Regions from separate parts of the Pan troglodytes genome. Here region 2 is linked to region 1. Evidence: chromatin contacts called from public Hi-C data. All regions are on one chromosome and are shown on one strand. Each heading gives the region's core, a stretch centred on a gene start, on an enhancer-like site or on the middle of the called end of the contact. The rest is flanking DNA. Distances are from core to core; before and after follow the strand shown. Region 1 holds the start of TBX5 (T-box transcription factor 5). Region 2 holds the start of TBX3 (T-box transcription factor 3).

The links. A called contact is a pair of places that touch in the nucleus more often than the background predicts.
Region 2: a contact with region 1 is called in a Hi-C map of induced pluripotent stem cells, with 5 times the contacts expected there. The contact joins the promoter of TBX3 here to the promoter of TBX5 in region 1. A contact is called at or near these places in 2 of 7 Hi-C or Micro-C datasets (both in induced pluripotent stem cells) and 1 of 1 other capture datasets (stem cell-derived neural stem cells).

The regions. Positions count from the first base shown.
Region 1 is chr10:121,230,564-121,236,063 of NHGRI_mPanTro3-v2.0_pri, reverse strand. It overlaps TBX5 (T-box transcription factor 5), which reads left to right and starts at 3,496. Exons shown (of 9, transcript XM_509400.9): 1 at 3,496-4,228. LOC134807512 (a long non-coding RNA gene) reads right to left here and starts at 3,371. Exons shown (of 2, transcript XR_010148159.1): 1 at 3,039-3,371; 2 at 1-2,580.
Region 2 is chr10:121,475,556-121,481,055 of NHGRI_mPanTro3-v2.0_pri, reverse strand. TBX3 (T-box transcription factor 3) reads left to right here and starts at 2,400. Exons shown (of 8, transcript XM_001154426.7): 1 at 2,400-3,991. The coding sequence starts at 3,603.

The DNA.
Region 1 (5,500 bases), core at 2,247-4,746:
ATGTCACCAAAGGCCAGAAACCCAGCACCAGGGAGCCACGGGAGACTGGCTGGAGAGGAAGAAAAATTAGAGGTCTCGACCAAGCAATTGTTTCGGTGACAGATCCTTCCAGATTGGGGTTTGGCCTCCCTCATCACCCACACCCCCACCTACCTCCCTTCACCTCCTCAAGGTCATTACTAGAGTTTTCACTCACAGTTCCAGGTGGGGTGGCGGCCTCCACTACCACCCATGTATAGCAGAGCTCTGTAGCTGAGTCCTATAGTGTCCTCTCTCAAGAAAGTCTCTCCCCAAAAGAGAGGCCTGAAGGATGTAGAGATTAGCTGTCCTGATTAAACTGGTGATTTCAGAGTCTCTTGACAACAGCATTTCAGGTTCTCTTGACCCAGCTAGGCCCAAGTCCGAAAGCCTGGTCAGACCTTAGGAATTTTGTAAAACAATGGCCTGGATGATTTAATGGCCTGGATGATTTTGGCCATTGCTTGAATATTGCCTGAATTGTTGTTTTGATTTGGAGGACATCAAGATGAGTTTTCATAAAGAGGGTAATTATGATTACAATTGTTATCTCCTTTGTTTTCTTTGCCGCTACAAATTCTGGATTTCTGCAGCGTAGACTTGGAGACAGACCCATGCCCCTTCTCCTTAAATAAAGCGCTTTATGAAACATCAGATCGAATTCTCTCCAGTGGGGATGCCTTGCTCTGTGAGGCCTGGCTGGTTGGAAAGAGGCCCGCGGGCAGCCAGAACTGGAGTCGAAGTTTCATCTCTGGTTTTGACTCTGGCCCTTTGAGCGAGCTTAACACGTGTGGACTTAATTTCCCTTTCTTTCTTGCTTCCTTTTCTTTCCCCCCACCCCCACCTTGTGAGGGAACAAGAAAAATAGTCTGCTCTGTCGACAGCGCGACACTGTTCCGTTTGCCAAAGAAAATTTGTCTTTCCAGAGTCCCAGAGAGCAGTGGGTTCCTATGTTTCCAACGAGCCCTTCAATTGAGGGAGGAGGTATCCAGACAGGCCCCCCACCTTCACCCCAGACCTAGACATATTAGTTCGAGTCTCTCTCTTGCAGGGTTACAGACCTGGAATGCCCTATGTTTCTTCCCCCTACCCCAAACATTTTGGGAGACCTATCAGTGGGTTTTGACCTGCAGGATGGTTGAAGTTCTTAGGCTCAGTGTGACCCTGGGGGTACTCCATGGTCTCCCAGATGGGACCCTCACCTTTCTAGGCTGGGCACTTCCCAAATTGGAGGAGATAAGAACAGTGGCATCCTTGTGTCCAAGCAGCACACGCTTCCACCTTTCTGCTCTTTGAAGTGTGTAAATTTTTAGCATTGGGATCCTTCTCAGCTGGGCCTCGAAATGATATCCCCTCTTCCAGTTCTCATTTCATTACCCTGAACAGGAAAAACAAAAAAACCAAAACAAAGAAAAACCCAACCACCACCACCACAACAAAAAACCCTCACCCTCCAAACTTGGAGAGGAAAGAGGACGATTGTCATCTAAAGCACACAAAGCAACACTAACATGAATGAGGAGAGCAGCGATAATAATTCTTGGTGGAAATATTGGAGGAGAGTATTGGACACTCAATAATCATAATAGTAACAGCCAGTATCCTTCCCACATACTTCCGGTCAAAAGTGGGGAAACCAGAAACCGAATAAAACATTGGGAAGAGACATACTGTGTTCCTGGAAAAAATATAACAGAGCCAGATTTAACTCGGTGAGAGGGAAAGTGACCCCCTTGAGAAACCAGGGAATGTCTCACCCTCAGACCAACCCTTTCTTTTGCAAATTGAATTGGTCAAAGTTTAGTTTTGTCATCATTTCTATTGTTATAATTCTTATTCATTTTCCCAGCCCCGTCCACACTTCTATTTTTCACCACCCCCACGCCCCACAAGTTGCCACCGGGTCAGGTGGGGACATATCCGGAGAGAAATAGAAAGGGATGCATTTTAAAGCGAGTTCTCTTTTGAGAGGAAAACAATGGGTAGTTTTGGAAGTGTCTTTCTTAAAAACGGAAGGAGAAAGTGAAGAAAAAAATTATCAACAGCAATGGGCCCCTTTGGTTTGGGTTTTGACTTTTTAAAGAGGAACCTCTGCTGTCCTGTTGCAGTATTAAAATCAGGGCAGGAATTTTGCAAAATGAGAAAAATAAACTTCGGGAGAAAGCCCAGCTGGGAGCAGCTTCGGGAAAGCGACAGTCCTCCTAAAGGAGGAAGGGAGGATGCGCGCTGTAGCCGGCTCCGGAGTTTACTGCCCGAACGATTGGGGAAAAGAACGAGGATTCTCAAATCTAGTTGCGATCTCTCGTCTCTCCTTTATTCTGTTCGTGGTGCGGGCTTCGGAGCGTCTGGGAAAGCCAGTCTGTGAAGCTGGACTTGCAGAATCCTTTGAACGCCGGTCCAGGTGGCTGCAGGGCCCGCGGTCCGGGATGCCAGAGAAAGGAACCACACGGAAAAGACGCTACGCTCGGAGTTTCGCCTTTTCCTTGCAGCCCCGGCGGGGCCTAGGCCTCGGTTTCCGGCCCACCTCGGCTCAGAGGTCAAGTAGGAACTCATCTCGTCGACCTAGGGTTTGGGAGAAGGATTTCGGGTTGCGTTCTTGGCATCTGGGAGCAAACACGAGCCTCGGATTTGGGGACGTATCGTTATTAACAACTTGGGAAACGAAAGCGAAGCTCGGGGCAGCCACTGCAGCCTGGCTGAGAGAAAGGACGCGGGTTGTGCTCTCTGGAAGCAAAGGGGTCTGCGGCCCAGCTGGCCTGGGAGCTTGTGGCCGGCGCTGGAAGCTGCCCGCTCTCCCCGCGGGCCTGACCTTGGCTCCCGCCGCAGCTCTGCCGGCCGACTGCCTCCCTGCACATTTTGCTGCCGTTCCAGTCCTTACAGGACCGGGCCTGGAGCCAGGCCATGCTTCGGAAAGCCCTGGGGGTTGGGGACGCGCAAAACCCAGAATCGAACCCCGAAGCTGGGGGCAAGTCCAGATTCAGACGTCCAGCTCCCTCGGGACCACTTGGCGGAGAACTTACCCTTCCGGAAGGCCCGACGCTCTCCGGCTCTGTGCTGGGCAGGCCTAGCTCTTCTCTCGGCGCCACCAGGGGCGTCTACGCGGTACGTTTTGCAACTCAACCTAGTGGGTTTCCAGCGGTGCGCAAAAGTTTGCGAGCATCCACCACTGCGCTGCTTAGAAATTGTGCCCATTGATCAGACTAAAAATAATAGTCGTCGTGATTACAAAACAAAATAGAGTGCCTCGTGCCTCGGCGGGCCCTGGTACAATAATTATTCTCTACAGAAATCACCTCTCTCCACTCCCACCCCTACTCCACCACCCACTCTCACCCCGCCCCTGCCGGGCCACTCTGGGACGAATTGCATTCTTGGACCTTTCTCTCCGCAAGGCACATTACGGAGAACTCCCTCTGTCTCGTGTCCCCTCCACGACAACCCAGTAATTATTTCTATGCAAGTCTGCAAGAGGGCACTGAGTTATCGCATCCCCAGCCTAACCAGCTAGAGCGGCGCCTCGGTATTCATTTGCCAAGAGCTCCTCCGCGGGGGATTTAAAAAAATAATAATAATAAGGATCCCATGCCTTATGCAAGAGACCTCGGTCCCCCGGAACAACTCGATTTCCTTCCAATAGAGGTCTGAGGTGGACTCCCACCTCCCTTCGTGAAGAGTTCCCTCCTCTCCCCCTTCCTAAGAAAGTCGATCTTGGCTCTATTTGTGTCTTATGTTCATCACCCTCATTTCTCCGGAGAAAGCCGGGCTGGTTTATGTCTTTATTTATTCCCGGGGCCAAGACGTCCGGGACTTGTGGCTGCGCAGACCCGGCACTGATAGGCGAAGACGGAGAGAAATTTACCTCCCGCCGCTGCCCCCCAGCCAAACGTGACAGCGCGCGGGCCGGTTGCGTGACTCGTGACGTCTCCAAGTCCTATAGGTGCAGCGGCTGGTGAGATAGTCGCTATCGCCTGGTTGCCTCTTTATTTTACTGGGGTATGCCTGGTAATAAACAGTAATATTTAATTTGTCGGAGACCACAAACCAACTTTGAGCTGGGAGATACGTGCTCTTCTTGACAGACGTTGGAAGAAGACCTGGCCTAAAGAGGTCTCTTTTGGTGGTCCTTTTCAAAGTCTTCACCTGAGCCCTCCTCTCCAGCGAGGCGCACTCCTGGCTTTTGCGCTACAAAGAAGAGGTGGGATAGTTGGAGGTGAGTTTCACCCCGGAGGACTAAGGGGGGAAATAGGTTTCTCTTTGCACTTGGCCCTCCTTGGCTTTTCACCCCGTCTTGGTCTTGCTGAATCTTCTCTTGCTGTGCTGCTACTTTTCATGAACGAAATAAGAATGGCTTCGTGTGTCACCTGGCAAGAATGGATTCTCTCGAAAGGTTTGAAAATCCCTATTTTGCTTGGTGGCCCAGACCATCTGTGCTCAATGAGCTAAGCAAATCTGGCTGGGCTATTACCTGGGAGAGTCCAGATTTTTCCTCTCTGGAGGGGCCTGAAGATTATTTATGGGAATTAATTTTATCCCCAAATCTCTGAGAACCTAAAGGGATTGGGAAGGTCTTTCTGGATTTCCCTTTCCCTCTACTGGAGATGTAGCGGTTCAGCCTTCTTCCGATGCCATGTTTGTTTTTCGTGTCTTCCGCCTAGGGTCGCCTTGTTAGCAAGCCCAAAGGCCTCCAAGCTGACTTGGAGGGTGAGGGTGTTTTCACAAATAAATAAATCGCCTGGGCAAAGGGAAAAGATCTGTTTGCAAACAAACCTGGAAGGTGGAGTGAGCACCATAGCAAAGGAGGGCTGGCTTTCTCCCTGGTTGCCCCACATTCAGGGTTGGAGATTCTCCACTTTGGCATTTTGCAGCAATGGCCTGGCCTGGGATTTTAGCAGAGCAGTCACAGAGGGTTACACAGCTGCTGATCTCGGGGCATTTCTCCTCCCTCCATCCCTTTCTCCAGACCTTGACTTGCAGGCCCAAGTCTCTTATCAGAACCCTAGAAAAATCAGTATGATGGGGGTACAGGAGGTAAGGATGGGAAACAGAACAGGACTCCTGACATTTACTCCAAGCACCAATATTCGGTGTCCCAATCTGGGTCTGCTCAGGCTGAGACCTACTGACTGTGTTTATGCTTTTATTGACCTCTTCAACTCACCCTAAAAAAAAAAAAAAAAAACACACACACATCTCAGAGAGGGGAAGGGCAAGGAGAGGAGACCAGTGGAGATGAAAACCCTAGCCAGTCCCCAGTGACTGTTTGATTATTTTAATAAAACTGGGCACTGCCTTGTGTACACCTGGAGCAGGGGAGGTCTGGTGGCCCCACTGGGTGGGGGGTGGGGGCCCGCAGCGATTTCTTAGCATCTTTGATCTCGGCCCCCATCCCAATGCACCTTCACCCTGCCTTCACCCCAGAGTCGTTGAGAGTAGGGGTGATGAGTAGGGGGTGGAGGGGAGATGTCAGGAAGGCGAGCGCCGG
Region 2 (5,500 bases), core at 1,151-3,650, 250 kb before region 1:
GGGCAGAACTCCCTCTCAGTCCACCCGCGGAGCCAAAAACAAGTCTAGACATTTTTAAGTAAAATCCGCAAGCTCCCCTCCCATTTCCAAAGCTGACAGCTGGCCAGAATGCAGAGGAATGTCTCTCTGCTGTGCGTGGGACGCTTGGGGGCACCGAGTGGGTGAGGAGGAGGTCGGTCACAGTGTGGTTGTAGAACTACTTTGCTTCCACCCCAAGTAGTGGGGCAGAGATTGGCCTGCGAGGGCAGGCAGGCAAAACCAGATCGCTGGGATTTGGGGCCGCTCTTGAAAGAGCAGCGAAGGGGCCCCAGGCCCCGGAGGCGAGCAGTCTGGGGGAGGGGGTGCACTTTTTTTTCTATTTCTTTCTTTTCTTTTCTTTTTCTTTTTTTTGGGGGGGGGGGTCCCCAGAGACTCATGAAACCCTGCAGTGACCTCCGTGTTCTGTGTAAGGCGGGAAATGGCCTGGCCTTTCGCACCCTTCAGGTGGGGAGGAGGGGATGCGGGAGGGGGGTTATGAGCCAACACTCTGGGGCACCACCACCTCGTATTTTTCCCTCTCTCTCCTTTCTCTATTTTAACCACTGGCAGAGACAGAGAGGACGCCAGAGAAAGACAGACTGAAAGGGAAAGAAAGGGGCGAGATGGCGAGCCAGACGGAGTTCGCAGAACCACACTATTCTCTCTGGTGACTTCAGGGAATTCCCAACGCTGGCGCCAAGCTCTCTTAACCATGTGCGTCAAAAATGCGAGGCTGGAGAAGCCTGTCGCCTCAAAAGATCCTCCCCTATCTCAGCGTGGTTGGCCCACAAGAGCACTTCATTTTCACCCTTCCCTTGGTGCCACGTTGGGGTTTCGGGGTTGCTGGGGGTTGCGGGGGTGCACAAGGCAAAATGCGAGAGAGGCCTGTGCTGGCCTACAGAGACACACACATCCAAAGCCCTGAGTCTCTTAAACCCCTAAGCCCCCAGATCAGCCCTTTCTCCGTTCCCTTTCCATCGAAAAAGCTTTCATCTCAGGAAAGATAAAAGAACATTGTTTTCAAGATTTCCCTCCATCTAAGCAAGGATGGTCCAAGACATTGGCCCCCAGAATCAAGAACTGTGGGCTTAGGCGAATCCTCTGACCCCGGCCGGGCGCTGCGGTAACAGAGCTGGTAATTCGGCGATTGGTAAGATCCGGTCGTTTCCCTCCCGTCCGCCTAAGAGGAGGCCCCCACCCTACCCGTACTAAAAACAGTCATCTCGCCTCTGAGGTGGGGGCGTTTCACGGTTTGTTTTACAAATTCACCCTCCCTCCCCGACTTCTGGCCAGATTAAGTCCCCGGGGTGGAGAAAGAACTGAGGCACCGAGAGATAAGTGCGATGCCTAGAGAAGATACCAGGCTGGCGCGCCTCCCCCAACCCAATCGCCCACCCCTTACCCTCTGCTGTGCACCCAGCCGGGCCTCGAGGTGAGGGCAGCGGCTTGGAGGGGACAGGCTCAGAACCCAGTCTCTCGCTGTGCTCGCTTTGTCCAGATCCTCCATTCTCTTCTCTACACCCACACCCACATCCAGGTGGAATATGGGGGCCCGCATGCAAATGAAAGACGAGATCCAAAAGGGCTGGTAAATGCATTTCATAAAAATCCCAAATCCATCTTCCCCAGGAGCTCAGGCAGGGCCAGCCGCGCAGGCTGTGTACGTGTTTGTGTGTACGTGTTTTTCGGTGTGTGTTTCAGTCCCAGTATGTTGGCGCGTGTTCGAGTACAGATACACCGGGGGTGTTTGGGTACCCGCACATGGCTGCGGGTGGGGCGCAGTGGAGAGGAAGCCCACACATGCGTGTGCTGAGATATGGCCGCATCCTTGTGCTCCCCCAGCCCAGACGCAGGGGAGACCAGCACCGAGACACCCGAGCTCGGGAGCCCTTCAGCGGCGGCCGGGCGGAGCTTGGCTCCACGTGGGGCTGGAGAGCACGCAAGCCTGGAGTCTCGGCGCTCGCCTCTCCGCTGCCGCCGGCTTTTGTAGAACCGAGTGGCCGGATGGCAGCTCGCGGGGAGGCTCGGCCACCCGCCCGGCTCGCCCGGGGCAGGGAGAAGAAGGAGAGCTGGAAAGAGAACCGGCCGCGGCGGTCGGAGAGGCGAGCGGAGTGCAAGAGAGGCGAGCGCCCCTGCCCGGCGCCCGGGCGCGCTCTCCGCCTTCCCCGCCCGGCTCGCCTGCTCGCTGGCTCCCTCCCTCTCTCCCTCCCCCTTCCTCCTTGGCCCTGCCTCCTCCCTCGATCCCCGGCTGGATGACTGAGGCATTTCAGACGTGGGCTGAACCAGAGCGAGCGAGCTCAGGGGCTGCAGCGATCTCTCGATAAGCCACCTAGAGGCGACTCTGTGCGCGCGCGCTCCCCAGTGGCTCCCGCCCGCCCTCTGATCATGTTGACATATTCACAGGACAGGCAGTAGTACCGATGCGGCGCTGCGACGTTACAGTTTCCGACACCTTCTTTTTATAACTCAGCTCTATCCCCCAGCACTCGACCTGTGAAAACCACGCCTATGCAGCAACACAATTGGTCCGAAAGCGTCAAAGAGCCAATCAAGAGGCCTCCGGCTCCCCGCAGCCCACAGCGCAGCCCGACCTTCTAGAGCCGCCGAGCAGACGCCCGGTGAATTCTAGAGGCGGCGGAGGGTGGCGAGGAGCTCTCGCTTTCTCTCGCTCCCTCCCTCTCCGACTCCGTCTCTCTCTTTCTCTCTCTCTCTCTCCCCTCCCTCTCTTTCCCTCTGTTCCATTTTTTCCCCCTCTAAATCCTCCCTGCCGTGCGCGCCTGGACACAGATTTAGGAAGCGAATTCGCTCACGTTTTAGGACAAGGAAGAGAGAGAGGCACGGGAGAAGAGCCCAGCAAGATTTGGATTGAAACCGAGACACCCTCCGGAGGCTCGGAGCAGAGGAAGGAGGAGGGCGGCGAACGGAAGCCAGTTTGCAATTCAAGTTTTGATAGCGCTGGTAGAAGGGGGTTTAAATCAGATTTTTTTTTTTTTTAAAGGAGAGAGACTTTTTCCGCTCTCTCGCTCCCTGTTAAAGCCGGGTCTAGCACAGCTGCAGACGCCACCAGCGAGAAAGAGGGAGAGGAAGAGAGATAGGGGGCGGGGGAAGAAGAAAAAGAAAGGTAAAAAGTCTTCTAGGAGAACCTTTCACATTTGCAACAAAAGACCTAGGGGCTGGAGAGAGATTCCTGGGACGCAGGGCTGGAGTGTCTATTTCGAGCTCAGCGGCAGGGCTCGGGCGCGAGTCGAGACCCTGCTCGCTCCTCTCGCTTCTGAAACCGACGTTCAGGAGCGGCTTTTTAAAAACGCAAGGCACAAGGACGGTCACCCGCGCGACTATGTTTGCTGATTTTTCGCCTTGCTCTCTTTAAAAGCGGCCTCCCATTCTCCAAAAGACACTTTCCCTCCTCCCTTTGAAGTGCATTAGTTGTGATTTCTGCCTCCTTTTCTTTTTTCTTTCTTTTTTGTTTTGCTTTTTCCCCCCTTTTGAATTATGTGCTGCTGTTAAACAACAACAAAAAAACAACAAAACACAGCAGCTGCGGACTTGTCCCCGGCTGGAGCCCAGCGCCCCGCCTGGAGTGGATGAGCCTCTCCATGAGAGATCCGGTCATTCCTGGGACAAGCATGGCCTACCATCCGTTCCTACCTCACCGGGCGCCGGACTTCGCCATGAGCGCGGTGCTGGGTCACCAGCCGCCGTTCTTCCCCGCGCTGACGCTGCCTCCCAACGGCGCGGCGGCGCTCTCGCTGCCGGGCGCCCTGGCCAAGCCGATCATGGATCAATTGGTGGGGGCGGCCGAGACCGGCATCCCGTTCTCCTCCCTGGGGCCCCAGGCGCATCTGAGGCCTTTGAAGACCATGGAGCCCGAAGAAGAGGTGGAGGACGACCCCAAGGTGCACCTGGAGGCTAAAGAACTTTGGGATCAGTTTCACAAGCGGGGCACCGAGATGGTCATTACCAAGTCGGGAAGGTAAGCAGTGGGGGCCTCCTCCCCTAAGCTGTTGGAGAGTTTTTTCCTCCCTTTATTTCTCTGCTCCCAGAACAGTCGGTTGGTCGGTTATTACGGCTTGGACGAAAAGTTAGTTCCCCTAGAAATGTATGCACAGACTTCCAGGCCCTGCCCCGGTGGCAGGAAATTTCAGCTTACCTGGGCATCTGCATGGGTCTTGCATTTGGTCTGCATCCTGGGTTCCCTCCCGAACAGACAGAATTTTTCAGTGGAGCACAGACATCCCTGCAGGGAGCAGGAAAGAAAAAAAAAAAAAAAAGGCACTCTACTGCAAGAAACTCACTCTCCAAACCCTCCTGGAACATCCTTATTTCTTTGTTGATGTTGTGTTGTCTGTTTTATTTTGTTCTCAGAGAGAAAAACTTAAAGCCCTTTCCTTTTGTGTGGGTATTGGGAGGCTTGACACCATTCCCCGACCCTTTCTGCCCTCCAGTCTAGCCTCTGGGTCTAAAGGGGCCTGCTGCTGCCCTGGTCAGAGAGAAATCGAAGGGCATTTTGGTTTGTTTGCCCACACTACTTCACGTGTCTGTAACCCAAGGGCGAGTTCAGCAGGCAATTTTGCATAATTTTAGATTATGTTTGCAGACTTAAGGAGCCAGTGAGGAGACACACACCTTTTTTTTAATGTGTGAATATTATCAACCATATTTTACATAATGTTTAAAGGTCCTTGCCTGACCAAAACCTGCCTGGAAGAGAAGATCCTGTAATAGTCATTTAAAATCACTGATTTTTTTTTGTAATAGCATTGAAGCCTGTAAAGGCATAAAGTTGATACAAAAATAAAATCCCCTTCATAATATCTTAAGCGTTCTGTCTCCTTCCAAGCTAAATGAGGCCAAAGTTTGGCATAAAATCCTCCTCAAATTCACAAGATATTTAGTCAGTTTTCCAGCAAAGTGCTTCCTTGCTTCCTTTTAAGTCAAGACTACAGAATGCCAACCCTTCTGTGAAATTAACAGCAATGTGGTGGCACAGTCTTGCGGTTTTGGACTGGCCTAAGAAGTGGGGGAATGTGTTAGCAGCTCCACGGGCAGATCGGTTATCAGGCCCGGGAGTGCACCGAAGTCTGCAAAATTCGTTCTGGGAACTCACTGAAGTCCAGTTTCACTTCGCCCACAGCGGGATTGCTATTCTGCAGCAGGGAGGGGTGCAACTTGACGTTCATTTCCTTGATAAGTTTAACATTTTCTCATCAATGGGTGGTGGAAAATTCTAGTCTTAACTGACCGCGCATTACAAAAATCTTACCCCAACCTGTTTAGACCTAGATACCCACAGAAAAAGACATGGGCAAGAATTTGCTCTCAGGAGGGCAATCTGTAAAGTCAAGCAAGGAAAAAAAAAAATATTGAAGAAATTGATAGACAATGTAGAGAATTGCAGTGCCACAATGCATTTGTTTTGAACCTTGGGACGTCTAAATATGGCGAAACTGAGAATATTTAATACATTAGTTGTGGAAGAAAA